Regions from separate parts of the Mus musculus genome. Here all the other regions are linked to region 3. A link is a contact called in public HiChIP or PLAC-seq and promoter capture Hi-C data. All regions are on one chromosome and are shown on one strand. Each heading gives the region's core, a stretch centred on a gene start, on an enhancer-like site or on the middle of the called end of the contact. The rest is flanking DNA. Distances are from core to core; before and after follow the strand shown.

The links. Promoter capture Hi-C pulls out the DNA fragments that hold promoters and counts their contacts. HiChIP or PLAC-seq counts read pairs in DNA pulled down with a chosen protein or histone mark.
Region 1: a promoter capture Hi-C map of liver shows a contact between it and region 3. The contact joins the promoter of Sh2d5 here to the enhancer-like site in region 3. A contact is called at or near these places in 11 of 39 promoter capture datasets (the 3T3-L1 cell line, 3T3-L1-derived adipocytes, cranial neural crest and 7 more), 1 of 484 Hi-C or Micro-C datasets (nephron progenitors) and 2 of 9 other capture datasets (adipose tissue and liver).
Region 2: a promoter capture Hi-C map of liver shows a contact between it and region 3, with 2.5 times the contacts expected there. The contact joins the promoter of Cda here to the enhancer-like site in region 3. A contact is called at or near these places in 2 of 39 promoter capture datasets (liver and pre-B cells), 1 of 115 datasets of contacts at active chromatin or transcription factors (pancreatic cancer cells) and 1 of 9 other capture datasets (liver).
Region 4: a contact with region 3 is called in an H3K4me3 HiChIP or PLAC-seq map of bone marrow-derived macrophages, with 3 times the contacts expected there. The contact joins the promoter of Hp1bp3 here to the enhancer-like site in region 3. A contact is called at or near these places in 1 of 39 promoter capture datasets (the 3T3-L1 cell line), 6 of 115 datasets of contacts at active chromatin or transcription factors (the 230-238 cell line, bone marrow-derived macrophages, cardiomyocytes and 3 more) and 2 of 9 other capture datasets (adipose tissue and pancreatic islet).

What each region holds. Positions count from the first base shown.
Region 1 is chr4:138,248,278-138,252,754 of GRCm38.p6, forward strand. Sh2d5 (SH2 domain containing 5) reads left to right here and starts at 2,134. Exons shown (of 10, transcript NM_001099631.1): 1 at 2,134-2,231.
Region 2 is chr4:138,365,794-138,369,943 of GRCm38.p6, forward strand. Cda (cytidine deaminase) reads right to left here and starts at 2,162. Exons shown (of 4, transcript NM_028176.1): 1 at 1,997-2,162. The coding sequence starts at 2,150.
Region 3 is chr4:137,638,350-137,642,928 of GRCm38.p6, forward strand. It overlaps Usp48 (ubiquitin specific peptidase 48), which reads left to right. Exons shown (of 27, transcript NM_001355588.1): 22 at 857-961. Among named protein-coding and RNA genes, the nearest start is that of Usp48, 46 kb to the left of the region's middle. Within about 2 kb of position 3,327, at least 106 of the 459 cell types and tissues checked have an H3K27ac peak or open chromatin away from gene starts, as enhancers often do. A contact at or near this core is called in the 230-238 cell line, adipose tissue, bone marrow-derived macrophages and 4 more, where this site is marked.
Region 4 is chr4:138,213,628-138,217,871 of GRCm38.p6, forward strand. It overlaps Hp1bp3 (heterochromatin protein 1, binding protein 3), which reads left to right and starts at 2,985. Exons shown (of 13, transcript NM_010470.3): 1 at 2,985-3,113.

The DNA.
Region 1 (4,477 bases), core at 884-3,383, 610 kb after region 3:
TTCTTTTTTTTTCCTTTTTTTTTTCTTTTTTGATTTTTCAAGACAGGGTTTCTCTGTGTAGCCCTGGCTGTCCTGGAACTCACTTTGTAGACCAGGCTGGCCTCGAACTCAGAAATTCACCTGCCTTTGCCTCCTGAGTGCTGGGATTAAAAGTGTGTGCCACCACGCCCGGCTTTTTCCCTTCTTTTAAAAAAAAAAAAAAGCCTGGCGGTAGTGGTGCACGCCTTTAATCCCAGCACTCAGGAGGCAGAGGCAGGCAGATTTCTGAGTTTGAGGCCAGCCTGGTCTACAGAATGAGTTCCAGGACAGCCAGGGCTATACAGAGAAACCCTGTCTCGAAAAAAACAAAAAACAAAAACAAGTCATATTCATTTTGGGGGCTGGAGAGATGGCTCAGCCACTAAGAGCATTTGTTGCTCATGCAGAGAACCTGGGCTGTGTTTTTAGCACCCGTGTGACAGCTAATACCCATCTGTAATTCTAATTCCAGAGGTTTGTCCCCCCACCCCCACCTTCTGTTCTCTGAGGGATTCAGGCACAAATGCGATATATATGCACACATGCAGGCAAAACACTTATAAATCTGAGTAGAGAAGTGTCTCACGTGGTTAAGAGTACTGGTTGCCCTTCCGGAGGACCTAGGCTCCATTCCTAGCATTTGTATGACAGCTCACAACTCTCATAACTGCAGTTTCAGAGGACCTGACTCCTTGTGGCTTGCAATGGTACCAGGTATGCATGTGGTGCACAGATATAAAAGCAGGCAAAACACACATACAGATAAAAATTAATAAAATGAAAGAAAAAAAAAGGAATGGATCATACTCACAATCAAAAAGAAATCTAAATTTATAAAATTGTAAAATTTTATTCTATAAAAAGTGCATTTTATTTAAAAATAAAATAAACTAAGATGAAGTAAGGAGCTTTAAATATTTCTTTTTAAGAGTTAGGAGGGAGCCTTTTCGTTTTTATGTATCCTGAGTTGCCCGTTTGGTGAACTGAGCTTGCCCCCCCCCTCCCCCCCGTTGCTCCTTCACTGTCCAGGCCTGGAGACTGTTAGGGAGATTCCTTACCATTCTGCACAGGGGAATTGCCAAAGGTCACAGACAAAAGAAATTCAAAATAGCATCGGTATTTACTGACCCTTCACTTACCAGGTCAGTGTCCCTGTCAGGCCTTCCAGTTCTCACCTGGCTGAGTCAGGGGTGGTAATGGCTATGGGAGAGGCCCTGGAGGATTAACATGATTAAAGTGTTAATCTAAGTCCCACTGGGGAGAGAGAAGTGCCTGGTTGTGGGCAACAATCACACCTTATTGTTGCCTCTGGAAAGGTGTTAGGAGCTCTGCAGAGACAAGGGATGCCCAGAGCCGTGCCCTGCGCACTCTGCACTGCACCTGGGAACTCCCCTGAGGCTGCAGATTCAGGTCCACCTTCTCGCGGGCTCTGTCATCTGTCTTGGTGTCCCTCCCTGGGTCTGAACCCTTATGTCCTGGATTTCTGCGGTGTGCCACACGGGCAGTTTCTGATGCGTTCTCTCTGCAGATTTCGGGTTTAATACACACCACGCGCTTGCCTGGCTCGGATTTGCGATTTATTTGGGCCACCTACTGCGCTCCTCACCTAATGGGATCAGAAGAGCTCGCCCTCTCGGCTCTGTGCGCGCGCTGGCTAAATTCACTCACCATTTCCCCATCTAAGTGGATTTCCGTGAGGCCGGAAGGACAAGAGTCACCACTCCTGCTGGACCCCAGCTGAGCGGTCCAATCAATCTCCACCCAGTAAGTGGATTCATGCCACCAAGTCCTCTGCCATTTGCGTGTGAAGGGGTGGGTCTGCAAGGTCATTGAGCGACCGTGCAGACCTAGTGGAGTAGCTAGGTCTGCCCCGAGGAGCAGACGAGTAGCGAGGCCCTGAGCTCACCGAGTCTGGACAGCTTCGTGGAGGAAGAGCGACAAGGAGGAGCCAACCCAGGTCGCAGCGTGGGCGGAGCCAGGTACCCTCGCAGCCTCTGATTGGGCGGCACGGCGGAGCGGAGCGGCTCCGATTGGCTGGTGAGGCCGGCGCCGCGGCCAGGTGATGCCCAAGGGGTCGGATCCCAGGGCCACGTGGGGGGCGCGCGGCGCGGGGGCGGGGGCGTGTGCGGGGGTGGGGCGGGCCCCGCGCTGGGTAGGAGCAGAAGCTGCGGGAAACGGAGCTGTGAGACCTGCCAGGAGGCGCGGTAGCGGTGGTGAGTGCTCCTGGGAACCCTCCGGGGGCTGGGCCGAAGCCGGGAGGGTCTTCCCAGAGCGAGCCGCACCCCCACTTCCCTCCGCCGGCAGTTGCCATCACCTCAGTCCCCGTCACCATACCTCCCTTTCTGGCGCCGGGGCACCTGTGCCCCTCCGAGAACCTAGCGCTGCGTGGGGATGGTGACGCTTGCGAGATCGCTGTCTGCGCTCGCACGCGCTCCGCACCTCCGCTCGCGATCCTTTCCGCGTCTTCCCTATCCAGCCTTGTGTACTCCCCGCGACCAGATAGATTTCGGGAAGAACAGAGGCTGATGAACAGACCCAGGAGGTGGCTGCCTTCGCGGTCCCCTTCACAACTGAGGAACTGGAAGCTGGCAGGCCAAGGTCACATCAGCCAAACCTGCTGAACCCCAGTCCAGTCCCTTGTTGCGCGGGTCCAGGGCCTGTGGAGATGGTAGCAGAAGTGTGCTGGGCTGGGAGCCCAGCCTTTCTAAACAGTTCCATACCTAGCGCCTGAGTTGTTGCAGCTATGAGGCTACTACTGGCTACTTCTGCACAGATACAGACCCAGTGTATACCAAGGATGGATGCCTGCTTGGGGGCCCCATAGACTGTAAGCAGAAGGGTACTGCCTAGCCTCGGCAGAGAGTCCTGGGTTTGCCAGCTCTCCATCCTGTGATGTGTGCCTTTAGTCCAGTAGCTGGGGTCTGCAGGCTTGGGAGTCTCCCAAGTACCCTGAATGGATAGATTGTTGAGTTTTATGGTGCACAGGGCCCTGTGATTGGACGTGAAGTATAGAGTTAACATAGCCAGTCTCCTGCTCCTAAGGAGAACACCCCCCCCCGCCCTCTGGAAAATAGAAGCCCGTATGTGCCTCTGTAGGTATGACCTGGCCGCAGCAGACAAACCCCTGTGGGAAACTTTTTTTTTGGTTCAAAGAGATGAGTTGGGTGTGTGGTCGTTTTCAGGGTTTCAATGAACCCTGGTGACCTCCTTGGTCTAAGGCAGGATCAGACTGGAAGAGGGGCACACAGTTCCTGTTTCTGGGGAGGCTAAATATAAGGAGGCTGGGGACGACGGCCAGGTGCTTGGAGGATGCTGTCCACCCGCCTTCTCTCCCCCCCCCCCCCCCCCCGCTTCTATATGCCCCTTTCCCCCACAGAGGACTGGGCAAGCTGGTGTCTGTGTGTGTGTGAGTGTGAGCTTTGCTGACCCTTGGCTCTTTACCCTGTGCTTGCCAGGCGCAGGCAGGGGTGTGAAGGGCTCTCGTCAGCTCTCTTTGTCTCTTTCGTGATTGCTTTTCTTTTCATTCGTTCCATCCCGCTTCCTTACGGGTCTCATTGCCGGCTATGAGTCTTGTGGTCTCTGCTTCCTTGTTCTCTTCTGCCTGCCTTGGTGATTAGAAAGTGAAGAAGCACTTCACTGCCTCCGGGGGAGCTGCGTCCCCCTGCTGGGAAGGGGCAGGCGGCACGTGGCAAGACTGTGGTCTGCTTTATATAAACAACAGATGTGCCGTCGGGACAGGCGACTGGGAAGTGAGCAGGGTTAGAAGGGAAGGTTGGCAGAGCGAAGGTCGGCAGCAGCCTTGGGGAGGTCTGGGTGGACTGGGGCAGGGGCGGGGCTACAGCCATTGTTTCCCACTCTCCCTGGTTGAAGCCTGGGCTTGAAGGTCACTGGCCAGTAGGGTGGAGGGATCTAAGAGCATCAATTCTAAGGCACCCGAGCTCCTCCCTTTCCAAGTACATCTGCCGCTTTGGTACTTTCAGGCCACCCTACTAACTCCTGCGCTCTCCTGGGGAGTCAAAGCCTCCAGGCCAGCTTCCTTCCCAGCCTGACTTTCACCATCGCTGAGGGGTTCCAGTTGGTGTCACCTGGACAGGAAGTCTTGAAAGTGGCTAGACTCTGCTGTCTTCCCAAGCTCCCTTCTGGCCAGCAGATGGGGGGAGGGGGGCGGCTTGTACCTCATATTACCCAGAGTTTTCAGGAAAGGAAATGAGTGCATAGAGAGGTGGGGCGGCTGCACCAAAGCCACACAGATCTTGTGCCCAGGCCTCTCTGACCTGAGCCAGTCATTGCAAGAAGGCTGGTGAGAAGGCAGCTGGGAGAGGGCAGGTGTCTCTGGGGATGCTGAGTCTGCAGGGACCCCAAGGCTTTCCTCCACTCTGCTTTGCAGTAACTGGTCCATTGATGCATCTGTCCCATAGGACAGTCCTCCACCTCTGGATCTGGCTAAAGGTCCCGGGGG
Region 2 (4,150 bases), core at 912-3,411, 730 kb after region 3:
ACACCACCTCCCCCTCCTCTTCCTCCTCCTCATGTGTGTGTGTGTTTGTCTCTCTCTCTCTCTGTGTGCTTGTGTATCTGTGTGTGTCTGTCTGTATCTGTCTGTCTGTCTGTGCATGTGTATGTTTGTCTCTCTGTGTGCCTGTCTGTGTGTATCTCTGTGTGTGTGTTTGTCTCTCTGTCTCTCTGTCTGTCTCTCTCTCTCGCTCTCTCTCTGCCACATGTGTACAGAAGCCAGACTGGGTCAGCTTCAGGTATCATTCCTCAGATACCATCCATCCACCTTGTTCTTTGAGACAGTCTCTCACTGGCTTGGAGCTTGCCAATCAGGCTAGGCTCTGTGGCCAGTGAGCCTCAAGGATCCATCTGTCTCCATCCACCCAGCACTGGGATGACAAGCGTGTGTTGTGCCTATGTTTACCGGCTCTGGAGATCAGCACTTTACTGACTGACAGGTCATCCCATCTCTTTCCTCTTCTTCCTATTTCCACAGTCCTGGCCCAAGCCCCTTGCTCACATACTCCACAAACCCCATCTCGAGAGAACTCAAAATAGCTTCAGGAAGTCCCTGAAACTGACCAGAATCACTGGACCCCTGCCCCCCTTCCAGAGTAGACAGTAAAAGCTCAGGGTCCCTCTCAGAGGAAAGACGCTGAGCTGCCTGAAAGAGGGCTACAGCAACCAAGCCACCTGGAAAGGATGCTCTCCATCTAACCTGTGAGCTGCCTGCAGGCTGTGCAGTCAACTCCAGTTTCCCAGCGTTGGAAGCTGGTACCCATGCTGGGGTGGGCCTTGGTGATACAGCTGGGTTTTTTGAGTCCTTTCTGCTCCTGTAAGTGACCCCTCACCCATATTCCTGTAGGTAAGTCCAGTTGGTTCACCAAGTTGGACTTTGGAGGTATCTGTACTTCGACCTGTTGTGGGCTCCCTCTCTGGGGTGAGTAGACTTGTGTTGCATCTCCCCAGGGAAGGTTTTGTCACACAGCTGGGTGATTCATGAAGCTCACAGAGGCTCAGTCAACAAGGCATACGAATGGGCACTGTAGTTGTCACCTGTCCACACCATGTCCCAACTGAACATGTCCTTAAGTTTACCAAGCTCCCTTCTTTCCTCCTCCTTTCTCCTTCCTTCCCTCCTCCCTTCCCTTCCTTCTTCCCTTCCCCCTCCACCCTCCTTTCTTTTCCTTCCCTTCCTCCCTCCTCTCCTCCCTCCTCCTTCCTTCCCTCCCTCCTCCCCTTCTTCCTCCCTCTCTTCCTCCTTCCCTCCCTTCTCCTTCTCTACCACTCTCTCCTTCCCTTATTCTCTTTCCCCTCCTTTTGTTCCCCTAAACCCAGACCCTTGTGTGAGCGAGTACCACACCATAGCTGCAGCCCATTCTGGCCTGCTTGAGGGTCTATAAACATGAGCTCAGGGCAGATCCTGTTAACTCAGTAAAGACTGCTGGATTCCCAGACGGTGTCTGGATCCTCTCCTCCAAAAACAAACAAACAAACAAACAAACAACGCTCTGTCTGCCTGATGCCATCCCTCCCCAGCCAATCCCAGCACCCCAGGGTGCAGGAAGGTGGGGCTTTGGGAGGTCCAGCCCTGGGTCCCATCACCAGTGCCTCCTGTAACTTAGGACATGCCTCTGGCCTCAACTTCTTCATCTTAAAATGGGTCTAATATTGGGCAGGAGGTCAGAGAAAGAACTAACGGATGGGAGGTGAATACTGGGCATACAGGACACTCAGTAAGTAATCCGAGTCTCCTGCCATGCAGGTCGTGGACGGTTTTCATTTTGGCTTCTCCCTCTAATCTCACGTGCAAATTCCCTTCCCCACTCCAGACTTCTAAGAACAGAGAGGCACTGTGCAGATAAGCAGTTGAGTGAGCCCACAGCCTCGGTGAGAGCAGGGGAGGAGCAGTGAGGAGGGGACCACGCTGTTTCTCCTCTTCACCTGTACCTGGGCCCCATTCATGCTGCCCCAGAGTGGACTCCGGCGACAGCCCTTACCAGAGAAGATCCTCCCGTCCCCGGTGAGCAGGGCAGCCCCCACAGGGAAGCGGCTGTAGGGGCAGTAGGCTGACTTCTTGGCCTCACGAGAGGACAGCAGCAGCCGCTGGACGTGCTCGGGCTCCACAGCACAGGAGGGGCGTTCCTGGGCCATGTCGGTCCGAGGCGGGTGAGCTGGTCGCTGCAGAGGAGAGGAAACCGGTGCTGGCCGTCTGCCCGCACTGGCCAAGAAGAGGTGGCTCCTCCCCCGGGGTGTGTCCCTGCGCTAGAGGGAGACCTGGAGGCTGGCTCCCAGGCTGGCGGGATGCTGGCCAGGACTTGGCAGCCCAGTGAGTCTCCCAGGGCGGGAGCCCGGAGGATATGGAGTTTACGACTGAGCTGCGGGGGTCCCACGGTGGACCGGTATGTGGTGCCCACCAGTGAGACAGTTTCCTTTAACAACTTCACTCACTGTCAACATAGATCAAGAGTGGGCCACAGGGCGGGTGCCACCTCAGTGGATGGCTGTAGACACAGTCCCAGGGAGGAGGATTCTGGGTGGGTCTGTGTGACACCTGAGGTCAAAGCTCAAAGGATCCTGATTCCTCAGAATATTTAATGGCTTGTTTTTTACACCGAGAGAAGGGTTCAGGCTGAAAGTTCAGAACTTGGGCAACCATGTCAGCGTGCCAAGTTAGAAGGTATGCGAAGCCGAGGAAACGTCTCTGTTTTCAGTAGCTTGGCTTCATTTCCTTCCTGTCCTAACCTAGCCATTAAAACCATCCCAGCTGGAGGGAAACAGGGCCCTCCTTCTTCTTCCCTCCCTTCCTCCCTCGCTTCCTTCCTTCCTTCCTCTTCATGAACCTTGTTGGGTTGGTGGTACCGGAAATGGATTTACACCCTGGCTGTTCTCTTTGTCTTACACACAAATGTTAGTGGGTTCCTTGTCAGACGTCGGCACGTTTGCTGTCTACAGTGGGGGTAGCAACAGACGTGTGGGAGCTTTGGATTAGAGTGGGCTGTGGCTTGGGTTCCAGGTATCTGTTTATTAGCTCTCCCAGGAAGAGCTGCGCTACCTCTCAGAGCCTCAGTTTCCTTATCTACAAAATGGGTGCACAATTGGCAGTCCCTTCCTGTGGTTACCAGACTGAGATGATAATATGGTCCAGGGAGTCTGTGGGGAGAGGATATAGAAGTGGCACATGGGAACACTTCAAACAAACCGGCTTATTGTCCTTAAGTGACTTGGCCAAGTCCATAGAGAGTGGGCCGGATTGCAGCCAGCACAGCCAGACATGTCCAAGTGTCGCCGGATGGTCACCAAGCAGGAGTGAATCAGCAGCTTCTCTGAGGGCTTGTGTGGTGCTGAGGACTGGGAGGAAGAAGGCAGGAGAGAGCAGAGAACGGGGCAGCATCTCCCCACTCCCACCCCCACCCCACCCCACAAGCAGACACCTCTGCCCAATAGTTTAGCAACCCTGTACCCAGGACCCTGGGCTCCTAGCCATACATAGATGAAACCCATGCCCGGCAGTGCCAGTGCCTGGTGGGTAAGTTTTGCCTCATTTTCTCCCGACATCTCCCTCCATTACGTGTCCCCTTTCACCATTTCCAGACTCAAGAGGCTTTTATGCCCCCCTCAACCCCCTGCCCCAAAGCCAGCACCAAGGACCCGGCCCTCCAGTTGCTCATTCTCCTGGGTGGGGACTTTCAGTGTGAGGACAGGTCTGTGGATGTAACTGATGCGGGACTTTCTCTAAAATGTTTAGGGGGCAGGTGTAATTACCATTGGGAAAAAGATGGTGGTGTTCTCCATCCGTACAGCAGGCCTGGCATAGAATTCAATGTGTAGTCTCCTCTATTCACCTCACCCTGAGAAGATAAAGGGACAGGAAAGGGACAGGCAGGAGGGCTCAGCTGGTAAAGAGCTTGGCCAGCAGGCTTGACAACCTGAGTGAGGGCCCCAGGAGACAAGAAAATGACTCTCCAGAGCTGCCCACTGACCCTCAAGTGCATGCCATGGTGAGTATGCACCCAGAGTCACATGGCACAAACAACATGTTTGCTCATGTGCATACACACACACACACACACACACACACACACACACACACAGAGAGAGAGAGAGAGAGAGAGAGAGAGAGAGAGAGAGAGAGAGCTTTTGTATCTTGCGTT
Region 3 (4,579 bases), core at 2,077-4,576:
AAACAAAAACAAAAAACTGTAGGAGAACTTCCAGTGTTGTCTGACTTCTGGTTTAAAAAGTTGGGTTTAGACTTGGTGGGAGCGTAGTTAGCATAGCAGGACACCGAAGTGAGGTTGGACCTCAGTGTCCATCTGCAGGGTGTGTGCAATGGGAGGGTCATTTGACTGTTGTCTGTTACTAAGATTGACTTTGGGAGTCAACCTAGTTCTCTGAATGTCTGTCAGTTAGACTCCAGGGTTTGGAGAATTAAAAACAGTTTAGTGTTTGATGCTAGCTACTAAATACATTGTTTTAGAATGCTGCCTTTCAAAGTGTGCATGACAGGTGTAGAGTTCTGCTCACAGATTAAATAAAGGCCTTTATATCTGAACTTGCTGAGAAAAGGAACTTAATATAAGCATCTCCACTTCCCCCGGGATTTCTTTTACCCTTTTGACCTTCAGCCCACTTACCTGGTGGGAGGAGGAGCTCCTTCAGCCATCGTTTGTAAACTTGAGTTTAGTAGCATTGTCCACAGAATCATGCAGAAGACCACATCCTCTTTCCATGTCCCCGTTCCTGTCAGAGGATAGGAATTTGATGTTTCTAGCACCTGAGCTCCTGAGCACATACATACCCATGAAGCTATAGGATTAAAATGGTGGCCCTGGTCTACATAGTGAGTTCCAGGACAGCAAGAACAACAATAGTCAGATGACCACCACCCCCCCTTAATAAAAGTGAATGAATAAACAAATAATCCACAGGGTTAGACGATAAGAAACTAAAGGGCAATGAAAGTAGTTCTTGTTCCTGACCCACCCACACCTCATAGGCCCTAGGCCTGACTCCTCTTTCTGCTTCTGGTGTGTTGAGGTGATGAAGGACTCGGCCCCCGAGTTGAATGTGAGTAGTTCTGAGACGGAAGAAGACAAGGAGGAGGCTAAGCCAGATGGGGAGAAGGATCCTGACTTTAATCAAGTACGTTTGTATTGAAGTACTCCATCATTGTGTCTTTGTCCGCAACAGCCCCCTGCTGTCCGTCTTCCCTGGCTGGGTATTTTCTGGGTCCCTCCCTACTTGTTCTACACTTTTAACTCTTAGTTTTTATAGCACGCTGTAGCTAATTTTTCCCTTCACCCCTAAAAAAAAAAGGTCTGCATATCCTCCGAAGTTCATTTAAGGAAGAAAAAGTAACTGTGTGATGGCTGTGGTGGCACAGCATCGTGCCAAAGCACTTACAGGCATTGCTAAGTGGGGGTCTGGGTCTGAGGCCAGCCTGGTCTACAGAGAAACAAATGAAAAGTGCTCACGTCTAAGACCAGTGGGGAGGCTGAGGCAGGAGCACCTACCCGTGCCTTGAAGCCATCTTGGCCCAAAGTGAGACTGTCTAGAGACAAAGCAAGAGCGGCTATGGCCATAGGTGTGGTGACACAAGCACAGTCTTGCTTTCCTGAACTGAGGCAGGAGGATTAAGAGTTTGCAGGCCCTACTCTTACAGAAGTCCTGGGTTTGGTTCCCAGCTCCCACCTCAGGCAGCTGTAACTTGAGCGAGCTTTGTGGGATCTGATAAAGGCACCAGCCAGACCTGACAACCTGAGTTCATTTCCTGGGAAACTCACTGTGTGTGTGTGTGGGGGGGGGGGGGATGATACGACACGACAACTACTCCAAGTTATCTAAGATCTACAGACATGCCTGTGCACACAATGTAATTAAGATGATATTTTTAACTCTATGTGCTTGGGTATGGGTATATTACACATGAGTTTAGCTGCCCTCAGAAGCCAGAGGCCGTGGATGTCTGTGTTCCTTGGAACTGAAAATGGACCTCCACAAGCAGCACTGCTTCATCTCAGTAACCCCTGGAAACGTCAAATAATAATGATGATGATGCAATGAGATTTTAAAGGCAAAATATATCATTTTAAGCTGGAATGAAAATATTCGCTTTGATTCTGTCTTGGTAACAAACTGGCAGTCTTTTTATTTTTTCCCCAAGACATTGTTTTCCCATTGTCCTAGCTGTTCTGGAACTTGCTCTGAACAACAGAGATCTACTTGCCTTTGTTCTCCCCAAGTACTGTTATTAAAGGTGTGCACCATCACCACACAGCCTGCCAACTAGGATTTGTGATAAATGGAGGAAGATGATATTAGCCCTTCAGTCTCCACCATAATCAATTTCTACTAAGATTGACTGTGTCGGGGACTGGGGAAGATGTTCAGTGGTTGAGAGCATGGCCTCTCCAAGAGGCCTGAGTTTGGAACTCAGCACCTTCTCTGGGCTGCCTGTTTTACTCTTAATAGCTGGGACATCTTTACCCTGAGACCTGGTAGTCAAATTATGCGTAGCTTCTGCCTCAGTGGCCCTTTGCCTCATCCAATCCAGAGCACAGTCTTTGAACATGCTGGTCTGCTGTTGGTATACCACTGTTTTTTGTTTTGTTTTGTTTTGTTTTGTTTTGGTTGTTTGTTTTTTGCTTGTTTGGGTTGGTTTGGGTTTTTTGTTGTTATTGTTGTTGCTGCTGTTGTTCATTTTTTTTCATTTTCTTTGTTTTTCTGGTTGGTTGGTAGGTTTTTTCATGAGGGTTTCTCTATGTATATCTGACCTTGGAAATCACTCTAGTCCAGGCTGGCCTTGAACTCAGAGATTGATCTGCCTCTTTCTTATTCCAGAGTACTGGGATTAAAGGCGTGCACTGTCACGGTGTGATTTGCTGCTTTATTTAATGTTGATGAAGAAAGTCTTAAGTTTGGTGCTGGAGAGATAGCTCAGTGGTTGAGAGTACTTCCAGTGGTCTGGAGTTCAATTCCCAGCAACCACGTGTTGGCTCACAACCATTTGTAATGGGATCTGATGCCCTCCTCTGGCATATAGGGACATATGCGGGCAGAACACTGCGTACATAAAGTCTTAGGTCTTAATCAGCCCAAGGTAAATAAATGTTGTGTGTACTTGCTGGTATGGAAGGATGTCATTGTTATCTATGCTTTGTTCGAATCCTATAAAAATAACTTTAAAAAACAACAACAAAAACCCATGAATGAGCAAAACCACTGTTTTATGTCCATCTCTTGGACAGTGGACAGGCAAATTTGGTATTTATCCCTTGTCAAGCTTGATGGCCCATGGCCTCAGAGCGTTCTGTGGTCATGCAGGGTTTTCTGACTGAGGCGCTCTATTGCCCTACTCAGATCTGTTTGTGTCTGTTGTCAATCTCCTGACATTGTGGAGTCAAGTTTTCTCTGTTAGCTCTTTTTCCTTTCTGAGACACAGGCTTGCTGTGCCACGTAACCCAGGTTGGCCTCGATCCCATAATCTAGTTTGGCATCTAGAATGCTGGGATTGCTGGTGTGGACACCCCTGCCTGGCTGCTAAGAGGGCCCTCTAGGATTTCGAAGAAGTGTGTCTCTCTGTTTCCAGCTTTGTTTTTCAGTCCAAGCCTTGTTTGTTGAGCAAACGCTGCATTTTCCTGTGACTCAGACTTTAAAGTCTGACTCTTTCTCTGAGCATCCGGTTTTATTCACTGTGGTCACAACCACAGCAATGTTCTCAGGTGGATGTGGGATTCCTGCCTTTAGTTGTGGATTGCAGCAGAGTTCACATGAACAAATACAATACAGAATGTTAGAGGATTGCTCTTTACGCCATAATTATTTTGTACATGTTATAATTTTCCTCCGATTCCCTTGTCCATGTTTGGATATTGTAATATCCTAGAATGTTTTAAATACTTTTGGTTCAAGGCAGGGCGGGGATCTCAGCTCTAACCCTCTGTTTAGAGCATAGTAACTAGTTAGTCCCTGGGGATACCTAGTGTCTTCAGAATGTCACCTCCCGCACCCCCCTCCCTCTTTTTTCTCAGAACATGGGTCACTGGTTTCACTGAAGTAAATCCCACGCCATAAAGCAAGCATTAGTGCTCCTTAATGGAGCTGAGCAAATTCCCTGCCCTCCTCTCTAAGCCAGATCAACCAAGTTCCTTCTGTGTTATCTAAAATTCAGGTTAATGATACACTCAGTAGGTATCACTTAGGTAACTGGAAGCCTTTTAAATCCAGTGACTGGGGAAAAACAACCACTGCTCTACTGGTTTTAGCAGGTTGACATGGGTTAAAGGACAATAATTCCAGGAAAAGCTTTTAGATCCTCTTAAAATCAATTTGAAAAGATTTTAGTTGATGCCTGAGACCTTTTGGCTGGGGCATGGGGTGAGGTTAGGATTGTACAGTGGATACCTTCTGTCTGTAGATAATGTCCTCTTTTTCAGTTGGATGTTGTTTTTGTGACTGCTAAGTTGACTTTTTCTTAGAAATGGAAGTTGTGGCTAGATTGGGCAGAGCCTTGCCAGTGGCCAGAGACCTGAGAAAAGTCTCTGCCCTGGTAGCTGCTTTATGAATTACAAAACACATTAGTAATATGAATGGGAAAGTGGGAATAAAAATCCCACTTTAATTCCCTGGCTTGGTTAACAAGAGAATCTTGGCTTGTTAACCCCCCAGGGAGGGCTTTGTAAGTAAAGAGCCACAAACACTACTGCCAGCATGGAAGGCTGATCTGCCTGCAGTACAGAGCAGGCCCACATTATGTAGCAG
Region 4 (4,244 bases), core at 1,735-4,234, 570 kb after region 3:
GGAATACAAAAGTTTTGAGAAGAACTTTCAAGGTTGATTATTATGCTAAAAAGGAGTTATAACTATGGCCACCAGTAAACGGAGAATGTGTAATGGGGAGGAAGGGTGTCCAGGCATACTGCTTATCTGGCGTCAGTGACATCACAAACAATAACAGAAACTCCTATGGGCCCTTTCCCTAGCCTCCATTTCCTTCTCTAGATAGATATGAATGGTCAATTCTGTTACTCTCCCATCTCAAGAGCCAGTAATTGAGAGTCACTGTCCAGTCTTCTGGCTGGACATCAGGAAAATCAAGTGACATACCGCCAACCCCAGTCTCATTCATACTGGACACCCTGAAGGAACCCAAGCCTGAAACTGCAGTCCTGCCACCACAACTCTTGCAAAGAAATGAGTCACTCCATTGGAAACAGAAACCTCTCCCTCCCTGACATCCAAAGTTTATTCTTCAGAGCTCTTGAAGTAAATATGAGCTATGACTAAGACGGTAAGCATTGTTCTGTGCTCAGCCTTGTGACTGCACCACTGGGTTCTGGGCTGGAACTCTGCGAGTCAGTCAGCTGTTGCTTCATCTTTATCCATCTTTATGCCTAACTCTAAAGTCACCCCCTCTTTTCTATACAAACATGAAGTTTTAGTCCAACAGACTTTTGTGTCCTACAGGTCTACATCTAAGGACTCGGGAGGGAGAAAAAAACAATTATTGCCTTAACAACAGGCTGTGGATTCTGCAAAACTTGCTATATGCTAAGTTAAACATACCTTAGCTTTTGTTGAAATCTAGAGAGTGACTTCCTCAGGGTTTGATTTTTCAAGACAGGGTCACATAGCCTTGACTGTCCTGGAACTAAGTAGACAAAGCTAACCTTGAACTTCGAGAGATCTGCCCCACTCTGCCTTCTGAGTACTGTGATCAAAGGGATGGTCCCATTGTACCAGGTTCCAAGTATTTTCTTGAAACGTATGACACTCAGGTTTTGGCAAGAACTTGGTTTTATGTTCTTGAAATTTTTGTCCTATCATTTTGCTTTCTTCTACATAAGAGTTGTTTGTTTGTTTGTTTGTTCTTAAATCTTAGGCAAAACTCTGTATGTCTCTCAATTCTTATTGGGCTCATCTTGCATGAGGTAGGACTTAAAAATGTGACTTTGAGGCCACTCTGATCTACATAGTAAGCTCCAGGCCAGGCAATGTTGTATTTTATAAAAATAGAGAAACCAGGGATATGTTTGATAGAGGCCAGGTATAATGTGAGATAAGGGGGTGTCTCTGTGGGCCCATGCTGAGGCATCCCTTCCCCCTGAGAGACCAGCCATAGATGGATGTAGTGTATAGAATAGGGTTTATTCAGGGCATGGGGAGGGGAGTTGGAAGGCAGAGAAAGAGGGGGGGGCAGGTTATGACCATGTGGAGAGGGAGGGGCAAGGGGTGAGAGGTCAGAGCAAGAGCAAGAGATCGAGGAGGGGGCAAAGAAGCGCCTTTTTTAGTGAGTTAGACACACCTGGCTATTGCCAGGTAACTGTGGGACATAGCCTAGATGAAATGTCAACAGGCAAAACTACATAGAGAGATCCTGTCTCAAACAAGGACACACACCAAATGTAGCAAGTTCCCAATTATGCCAATACATAAAAGTGGGATGGGGACAGGTGTCTCCGTGGCTGAGGTCCCTTGCTCTTGTAGAGGATCTCGGTTTGGTTCCCAGCACCCACATCAGACAGCTTACAACCTACTAACTCAATTCCCAGGAGTGCAGACAATCCTTAGACATCTGCACACACCCGGAACACATACAAACAGGTACACACACATATAAAAAATTAAAAGATGGTTTTAAAACAGAATTCTTCAAAAAGACCAAAATCCCTTTTTAATATTTAATTTTTTTTTCATATGACATACTTGATCAGGTCCCCTCCTCTCCAAATCCTCTCAGATCCTCCCCATAAATCCCTTTGAAGAGATTGCCCATGATCCCAGTGTTCAGGGGAATGGGTGATGTCACTAGTACAGACGCTCACCAGGGAGGAATTTTTGGTGGGGTGATTTATTTAATCTTCTTAGAACCCTTGGAGTTTCAGCCACTCTGGCAGGTGGAGAGGACTGAAAGTGTGTCTAATTGGTTTCCGTAATAAGCGCTTTGATTGACCTGCAGTTGCGGTGCCATGCATGTACCAGGCCGATACCCACAAGACTCCGGCTACTTGAGGTACATTGAATTTTTCCAAAGTGGCTTTGAAGAACTACACCTGCAATCCTTCATTTCCTTTTCCTTCTTTACACAGGCTCTCGTGCATTCCAAGCTGGCCTCAGGTTGGTTACCTACCCAAAATGGCCTTGAAATTTCGATCCTCTTGATGCCACCTATTGAGTCTGCGTCATCACACTGGGCTCTAGGTGCTGGCGATGGCACCCAGGGCTTTCTTCAGACTAGACACATACTAACAACTAAACTACTTCTTCAGCCCCAAGAACTACAATTTTCAAAGGCGGTGGTGTGCACATTACATGAATAGGCAGATCTCAACGTAAAGTGCCAAATAAAAGGCGACTCCCTTCTAATTCCGTGGTTTCTTTTGGGTGCTGGGGGTGGGGAAGCTGTCTGTGCATGCAAATCAAGAAGCTGGGGGCAGCCCGGCTCACGCATCTTCCAGGCCGTGTATGACCAGTCCTTGCTCACTACACTGCCAATTCCCTGTGGACTCAGGAAGTGGCTGTTGTTGTCTAGCACCGTCTTCCAGGGCTAAAGGGAGGCTGGAACCCCAAACCCGAAGGACTCGGGGTCGGAGACAGAGACTGCGCCGAGCACGCAGGACGCAGCCAGGAAGCTAGCGCTCCCAGCCACGCTCTGCCTCCCGTCGTCCGCCGTTCCCCCCCACCTCCCCCACGAGCGCCCTGTCGCGCCCCTGCGCGCCCGCCCGGGGACCCACTTGGCGGGCGCGCGCGGGGGCGGGGCCGGCGCGGGGGCGCGCGCGTGAGGCCGCGGGCAGGGGGGCGGGGCGGCAGAGCTCGGTGCCCGGCCTGGAGGACAGCGGTGTCGCGAGTCGGCGATCGGTGGTCCGCGGCAACGCCGAGAGGCCGTACGGGAACGCGGGCGCCGGAGCTCAGAGGTAACGCGGGATGGACCCGGACCCGGCGCGCAGGGAGTGGGCGCGAGCTCCGTGCGCGAGTGAGTAGCGGAGGGCCACCGGCCTGGGCGCTGACGCCGCTGCCCGGGCGCAAGAGGCGGGACGCGGGCACCGAAGGCCGGCGGCTTTTGTCCGTCCGCCGCGGCCGCTGCGCCCTCTCGCGTCGCGCCCGCCACCCGGCCCCTGCCCCTGGCGCGCGGGCCACTCGGGCCCCGCGGCGCGCGCTCCCGCCCTTGTTTTGTTTGGACTTGGGGAGGAGGGGCAGCTCTTCTCGGGTCGGGCCCACCCCCCCTCCGTGCTTGTCTCAGTGCGCATGCTCCGGCGTGCGCCGCGGAGCCCTATTGGCTGCGGGCTTGCGCATGCTCCGAGGCCTGTGGCCCGACTTCCGCCGCGCCCTCCTCCCCTCGGCCTACTGTCAACTTGTCTTCAAGCCCGGTTCGAAAGATGCCGGCACTAGTGAGTGGCTGCGGCGGGCCCGCCCTCCCGGCTTCTCCGCCCCCGCCGCCGCCGTGGCCGCCATTACGGAGTCCCCAGTGGTGAGTGTGCAGAGCTGAGGCCACGCCGGTCGCCGCTGGTCGCCGCCGGGTCCCCGCAGCCAGGAGCGCGGCGTGGTCTCTGCGCGGTACCTCCGCCGCCGCCCTCAGCAGTCCCGCGCCCATCTTACTCCCCACTCCCGCTAGCCCTGCGCTGTCACCGCCACGGCTCTCTGTCGCGCAGCCGCTCGCTCCCGCCTTTGTCTTCGCTGCTCCTCCGGGCGATGCTCAGCCTCTGGGCGCTGTCGCTTCGCTGCTGTCGCCGCCGCCGCTACCCCGACGGCCTTGCGCTTCTGTGTCCCCCGCGAGCCTACACCTCCCCCGGCCTCCGCCGCGCTCCCCAGGCCGGCGCAGGATTGTCAGTGGCAGCCGTCTTAAGCCTAGGCCCGAGTCGATCCAGACTTAAGCAGGCAGTTTTCCTTAACGCCCTTGAGCTAAACCCTCCTTCACAGCCAGAAGTGCTCATGACTTCTCCCCCAGGCTGCTTTACTGCCCTTCTCCGACTGCCCGTTGCTTTGGAGAACGAGTCTTATTAGACCTGGACCTCATACGCAAGCATCTTAGACGTGAAATGTGTCTA